2 separate regions of the Gossypium hirsutum genome follow, and region 2 is linked to region 1. The links are chromatin contacts, called in public Hi-C maps. All regions are on one chromosome and are shown on one strand. Each heading gives the region's core, a stretch centred on a gene start, on an enhancer-like site or on the middle of the called end of the contact. The rest is flanking DNA. Distances are from core to core; before and after follow the strand shown. Region 1 holds the start of LOC107910566 (ABC transporter B family member 11). Region 2 has its middle 19 kb from the start of LOC107910549.

Region 1 (3,682 bases), core at 1,086-3,585:
AAAATATTGAAACCAAATAATGTTAGAAAATAAAGTATAAGGATTAAATCTTAAATTTAAGCATAATAAAGAGATCAAAATTGAAATTTAACCATTTATCTATAATGAAGAAAAAAAAGAAAAAGAAATAGCTTGTTGACAATCGTGTCAATGCATGAAGGTACTTTTATTTAGAGTGGTATATGTTTAGTCATATTTTTTAATTTAAAAATTTGTTTTCAAATTATATAATCTTGCAATACTTTAATTGAAAAGCTAACGTTATTAATTATTTAACTAATTAATAATATTAGAAAAGTGTAGAGATCAAATTATTTTAGAGAATAAATTATAAAGATTAAATCTCAAAACATAATAGAGGGACCAAAATTGAAATTTAACCATTTATCTATAATGCAGAAAATAAAGAAGAAAATAACATGTTGACTCTAAAACTATGTCAGCTTTAATTTTCGAGGAGAAAGAAAAGTAAAAGAGGAGAGGGAAAAACTAGATTGGTTTGTGATGGTTGCTAGCAAAAAATAAAAGGTCAAAGTTGTTTAAGTAGGAGTAGATTATATTTTGTTTTCTTTACTCAATAAATAAGTTTAGTCTCTTTATATTAGATTAAAGACTAAATTTGTAATTATATTAAAATTTTCATCTATTTCTATTGTTAAAAGCAAGACTCTGTAGTCTGTACGTTAAAATGCGGTATATTTGACACACCATCAGTAACTATTTAGTTATTCTGTCAACCACATGTAAGTTTTTAACAATAGAAATGGATGAAATTTTTCATAAAAATAATTAGTTTACTTTTTGATCACTTAAAAAAAAAAAAAAAAGAAAAGAAGGCGAAATGGTGATCACATAAATGGCATTCACATAGGTCCTATTTCTAGATGGAGACTTGTAAATAAAGTCAGACATCAAATTTGACTAAAATATGCCTGCTCCAATGATGATATATTTTATGATTAAATTTATTTTTGGAGGAAAGGATATTATTAGGGCTTCAACTTTTTTAAAGTTCTTTAGCCACTAGCTTGCTTAAATTATATAAAAAAGATGATTCCATTTATTTTTCTATGCCCTTTACTTTCACAAACTAATACCCGTCCAAAATATTAACACAGACGGAAGCTCAGCATAAGTAAAAGAAAATTGTAAGTACCAAAATGAGTATTTTTCCCAAAAACAAAAACAAAGATGAAATCAACTAAAAACCTTCATTGCAGACTTCAACTTTTCAATGAAGGAAAAACATGCCTTTTCCCCTTTTTGGTACGGTAAGGAGGGCAGTAGTCAGATTCACTAAAAACTAAAGCTGTTGAGCACCATCTAGCGAGGTCACTCTTGGTTCTTCCATTCTTACAAAACATATATCAAAAAAACTTTCAATGGATAAAACAAACATGAGACAGATGTGAAAATGGAACATGAAAGGATTAAACTCAGATCAAACGATACGTCAAGTAATTTATCTTGTATTTTGTTACTGAGAGTATTCAAGTATTTATACATATTATTACAGCTGATGATAGAATCTCACTGTTTTGTCTTGACTCTACCATTCCTAGCACTGACATTCGATGCGGGCTTCAGGCCTGCTGAACACATGTTTCGCTCTGAGTTGTCTGCAGAACATGCAGTCCCCCTTCTATGAGCTCCTTGGACGCATGCAAATTGAGACCGCGGCCTTCCCTTGATTCGTGCGAGCTAGATCCGCGAGCCTGCCATGCGAGCTGGGTTCACGAACACCCTTCACTGTCCTCTCGTGATTCGCTTCTCATTCGATCATCTGGTGAGACCTATCCAGGTCATGGGTAGGTGACCCAAATCTTATTTAGGACTCGAGTTAATAGTCACTATGTTAAAATTATGATAAATCTAATTAGTTGAGTGAAAAAAAAGGTGTAATTTACATCATAAAACAACCCATACTTTAGGTTAATTCAAACATAATTATCTGTCCCTAAAAAAGTTGGCCAATGGGTGCTTTCATTTCTCTCTCTCTGTCTCCCTGTCCATATCATTTCGAAATCATCTTTCATCAAATGTACACACGAACGCCTCTTTTGAACATATTTCTTTCAAATTATTTAAAAGCAACAATGATTAGAAGCAAAGATAAGATGGATCAACTCTAATTTACCCCTTCTTTTCATAATTATTTCAATAAATTGAGACTCGAAACTTTACTATAATAACAATTAAATTGGTTACAATTATGACTGAACATGGTTTGTATAATTTTGACGAAGAAGCATATCAACAGCTAAAATCTTGTATATTGTCGGAAAAAGCATATAATATAATATAATATTTGCTTGGAGAGGAGGAAAAATAAATTGGATCCGTGGAGACCATGGTTGGCAAAGTGGAAAAACTCGAAATTCGCAATTGAATAATGGTGAAGACTACCTTTACCTATCCCAAAATAAAAGTAGTGAAGACTAATCGACAAGGCAAAATACGTGCTGTTCAAGGAAAGCCTCTCACCAAAGATTTAATATAAATATGTTTTTAAACAGCTGAAACATAAAACAGAAGGCTAGTTGGCCACAAAGTTGGAATAACTGGACAAATTTCCAACTACCCTTTTGAAATTTTGGTAGGTCTGTTCTTCTTAATGTCTCTTTTCATTTGTTTTCCCCTTTAATCGTTGCAGAGTTGGGACTTAGGAAGGCATCTGGGTTCTGGGATTTTGGGTTATGTTCAAATGGTGGGTTTTGCTGAGAGTTTATTCTTCACTTAGGAGTAAACCAATGATGATCGGTCGTCATTTTATGTCGTCTCTTCTAACCAAACGAATCATGAAACCGGGTTTCCCTTTTAGTTGTATTTCATTGACAGAGAAACCACCTTTTCTCTCTCCTTCTTCTGTTCATCTTCTCTAGGATCTTTATCCTTTGTTTTTTTTCCTTTTCTGCTGATGGTACACTCTTTAGAGGTACTAAGTTTCTTTATAGTGTAATTGATTTGATTGCAACCGTATTTCCAAATTCCAAGATGGATGCTTTTCTGGGTTTGAAACAGACTAGAAAAAGTCTTTTATTTTTTATGTTTAAGCTGCTTATAGATTGAGAAACCCTTTGAATCCTGTTTCAGATCCTTAGCTAGTAGTACTGTACAAGCAAACAGTAGATTTTTTGTTCTTAATCTGGCTTTCTTGACCAATGCTTTCAATTGTTTTCCTGCGTGCGTAATACAATAAATAAACCTCATAGATTCTGAAGTTTTGGTGTTAAAAATCAAGGTAACAGTTTGGGAGGCCCCCCACCCCCACGATGGACTCTGAGAATGGATTTAGTGATCCTACTGACCTGCATGAGGCCAGCACATCGAAAATCCAGGAAGAGCCTAACAAAGTCTCCGGTTCCAACGGAGACAATCTAGAAAGTAAGAAGGTTGATGATGAGAAAACTAACACGGTTCCGTTTTACAAGCTGTTTGCATTTGCCGATTCAAGGGATACCTTGTTGATGATCGTCGGCACAATAGGCGCAGTCGGTAACGGTATATGTATGCCCCTTATGACTATCCTGTTTGGGGATCTCATTGATGCTTTTGGTGAAAATCAAAATGACGACAGAGTGGTTGATGTTGTCTCCAGGGTACTATAACATGTAACATGAACTTGTATCAACACAATACGTGTGTGTGTGAGCCTTTTCTTTTTAAAAGATTCCATTATTTT
Region 2 (3,550 bases), core at 932-3,431, 41 kb after region 1:
TCAAAACCTCAAATTAAGAGATGTTCACCCTCACCTATAAATATCTCTCTTTTAAGAGTAAACTTCTTTCCTTTCTTCCTTTCCTCCTACATAACCACTTGAACCAAATGCATCCTAACCTTTTACGGTTCTCCGTACATCATTGTGTGAACAGTCACCTAAGCCTCCAACCTCCTCTTATCCTCATCAATTTTGATATGATAAAATTTCGTAAAGCCTACATTTCAAAACCATGGAAGAAGACCATTTGCATGCCCGAAAACCCAACATTTACTCCATTTTGAACTGCTAAGTGGAAGAACTGTTATGCATCTACTCGTAGCTAAGAACAGTAGCTGGAGTTGGAAGAAGCTGATGGGATTGAAAACTGAAGCTTCCCAAAATTTTCAAAGTAAAACGTTGGCCTGTACAGGGAGAGAGAGATGTTGTGAGCAAAGCTCGACAGGAAATAAGGCCAAAAGCTAGTAAAGTGGGTTGGGGCAAGGTTATTTGGTGTTTTCTTTATGTTCCTAAGCATTCTTCAGTTTCCTAGGATTGGGGGATAATTATAGTTGGTTCATTTGCTTGTAGGATGTTCTTATTCAAACAGACTATGGGAAGAGGTGGTGCAGCTTTGCAATTTATAATGGGAGCCAAGGGTGGGTTGGAATGATGTTGTATATTGGATTTGAAGAGAGCGATAATAGGCAATTCAGATGTCAACAAACAAAGATCAGAACTGGAGCTGTTTGAATTGATGAAGGGAAGTGTGAGGGTGAAACTGTGTGTGACACAGAAATTAATAGAAATGATAACGTAAATAAGTGATTTTTTTTTAGTAGATCATTGCAACTAAAATGGTCTAAAATCTCACACCAGTAAAATAGGATGAGAAACATGAAAAATCCAAGATTAAAAGTTAGCAATTACCATATTTCAATGTAAAGCTAAATCCAAATCGCTTGCAACTATAATTGATAAAAGAGATGATGAAAACCAAGGAAAAAGAAAAATCTTTTTGCTTATATGTTGATTCAGGCCTGCAACTTTAGTTGCCGACAAGGTTGCTCTTTTATTCTTTCCCATCAAAAAACATGTATGCTACAACTTAGAATCATGTAAAAATTTCGTAATATTTGAAGACAAAGAGTCATTAAAAATATGTTTTTGCCTTCTTTTTCATCATCTTTTCTACCATGATTCAGGGAAAAAGACTTGTATCTAATTTCACATAAAATAATTAAATACATCTATTGCTGAGGTGGTAGGAAACACTTCTTCAGAAATGGTCCCAATGTAAGTAGGAATAAGCCCAAACGGTGGTATACATGGGCCTAGAATTACCTCATTTATTTACACCTACATCTAAGCTTATAACATATGAGCGCTTGAATTTCACACCTATTTTTAGATTAGGTTGGGTCCAAATTAGATTCTGAGTTTGGTAATTGTTTAGGTTATTGTTTCAACATTAATGTTTTAACTTTTTTTTTATCTAAATTAATCTTTAAACCTGATAATTATTCTCGTATTAAGACTTGAACTTGACAATAGTTATCGAAACCCCTAATTTTTTTTTTTACAAAAGAAATCTAATAATTGGAAGGAAAAAGATGGTGTATGATCAAATAAAGGAGTAAAGCAACAGGCAATTTTTGTACGGAAAAAAATTGAGGGTTCATTAATTAAGAAGATAGGTCCCATATAGTTAGGAAGTGGAATGATTGGAATAGGTTTCCAAAAGAGTAAGAATGCAAATTAGTATGATTAATGAAAAGCAAGCAAAGAGCAACATAACTAATAATCCTTGATATTCAGGAGTGAAATGGTACACAAATTAGGGATGGTGACCACCGCCCTTAATCAAATGTTCAGCCATGTATCATTACTCTTTTTAATCAATCATTGTTGTGGGAATGGGACTGATACGTGAGAGAAGTCAAAATTTATATAAATATGATATTAATTTTGTTTGAGTTAAAAAAGACAAGGGGAATTATTATTGATTTATAGTATAGAAATGGTCTCAGCTTCACATGAAAACCTATCATTTTGTCTTTACAGATTCTCTATTTACTTCAATGAAAACACACACTCTTTGGGTCAAAAGCAAAGAAGCTTGAACCTCAAGCTTACTTACTATATCTCCACCTCACCCGAAAGGTTAAAAGCAAAACAAAGAGTGGAAATGGTTTAAGAGCTGTAATCCTTGAGTGTGTATAAACTTCATCCATATAAATGATCCAATGGCTGAAGGTGAGTTTGTGCTAGTGTTGGTCTGAGATTTAAATTTTGGTTGTTCCTTTTAATGAAGATTCCTCTATTTATTAGGTACAGTATATTTCGCAGGTTCTCAATTACAGCCTGACAGCATCAAATGTTTTCTTTTTCCAGATGAAATTACACTCAAAAGAAGATTAAAGCATAAAGAAACCTTCAAATCTCATCATTCCCACAAAAAGCTTCCTCCAAATCATTTTACCCTTTTATTCTCCTACTAATACATTTACATTTACATCGTATTTTTGTTTAATCTTGAATTAATGTGACTGTATTTGTGTCAAAACACATTTAGTCTTATCTTGGATTGATTTTTTTTTGGATTAAAACACATTTAGTCTCAAGTTCAGTGAAAAATATGTTTAATCCTATGATTTCAGGAATGCCTCGTATTTGAAAACTTATTTCATGAATCCCTTGGGATCTTAGTTGTAAAATAATAACAGTTTTTAATTGGCAAAATCAACAACATTTATATTTTTTTTCAATTTATTCCTTATTATTTTTAGTTTTTAACGAAAACGTTAATTAAACCATTCATTTATTACCAATGTTAGTATAGCAACTTATATAACAATCTATATGTACTTCATATTGACATGACACTATTTATTTTATATGTCAGGTTAAAAATTAATTTAAAATAATAAAAAATATAAAAAAATTAGCATAAAGTATATGTGTATTGTCATGTGGGTTGCCATGTTTAAAACTTTAACATTTTAGTCAAATTTTTTTTGTGAAAAAAAAATTCATTCGTCTCTTTTTGAAATATTGATGGTCAAATTCGACTCTCTGTAAAAGATTGAGAGTCAAATTTAGCTCAAAAAAAGAATAACAACCAATTTGACAAAAGATATAAACATTAAGAGATAAATTTATCATTATACCCTTTTAAAAATAAATTTATAACCAATGAGGCATTGACTTAATGGTATGGTTAAGCTCACGAGAACTTTAAGGTCTCAGGTTTGAATCTTACACTGTGTAAATGTAAAATAATATCACTATAGAAATATGAAGTTAAAAAAAGAATAAAATATATAATTATGTTTCATATTACCATTTTCGGACATATGACACTTTCCACTTGAAGCACTTATTTACAATTTGAGTAAATTACTCTTTCCTTGCCTTTTAATTTCTTGAAGTTTTTTTTTATGTCTTTTGTTTAAAATTTTTGTTCATAATTTTTTTATATGTTAAATATAAAGTTGATTTTAAATAAATTATCTCTTTAATATTTTAGTATCTTACTTAATTGAATTAACTTTTAATGTTTTAATATTAA

What was found. Hi-C and Micro-C count contacts between places; a contact is called where the count stands out from the background.
Region 2: a Hi-C map of leaf shows a contact between it and region 1, with 2.6 times the contacts expected there. The contact joins the enhancer-like site here to the promoter of LOC107910566 in region 1. A contact is called at or near these places in 6 of 34 Hi-C or Micro-C datasets (fibers, leaf, seedling and 1 more).

What each region holds. Positions count from the first base shown.
Region 1 is chrD08:47,669,229-47,672,910 of Gossypium_hirsutum_v2.1, forward strand. It overlaps LOC107910566 (ABC transporter B family member 11), which reads left to right and starts at 2,336. Exons shown (of 13, transcript XM_016838441.2): 1 at 2,336-2,596; 2 at 3,242-3,599. The coding sequence starts at 3,273.
Region 2 is chrD08:47,710,005-47,713,554 of Gossypium_hirsutum_v2.1, forward strand. No RefSeq gene overlaps it. Among protein-coding and RNA genes, the nearest start is that of LOC107910549, 19 kb to the right of the region's middle. Within about 2 kb of position 2,182, at least 3 of the 9 cell types and tissues checked have an H3K27ac peak or open chromatin away from gene starts, as enhancers often do. A contact at or near this core is called in fibers and leaf, where this site is marked.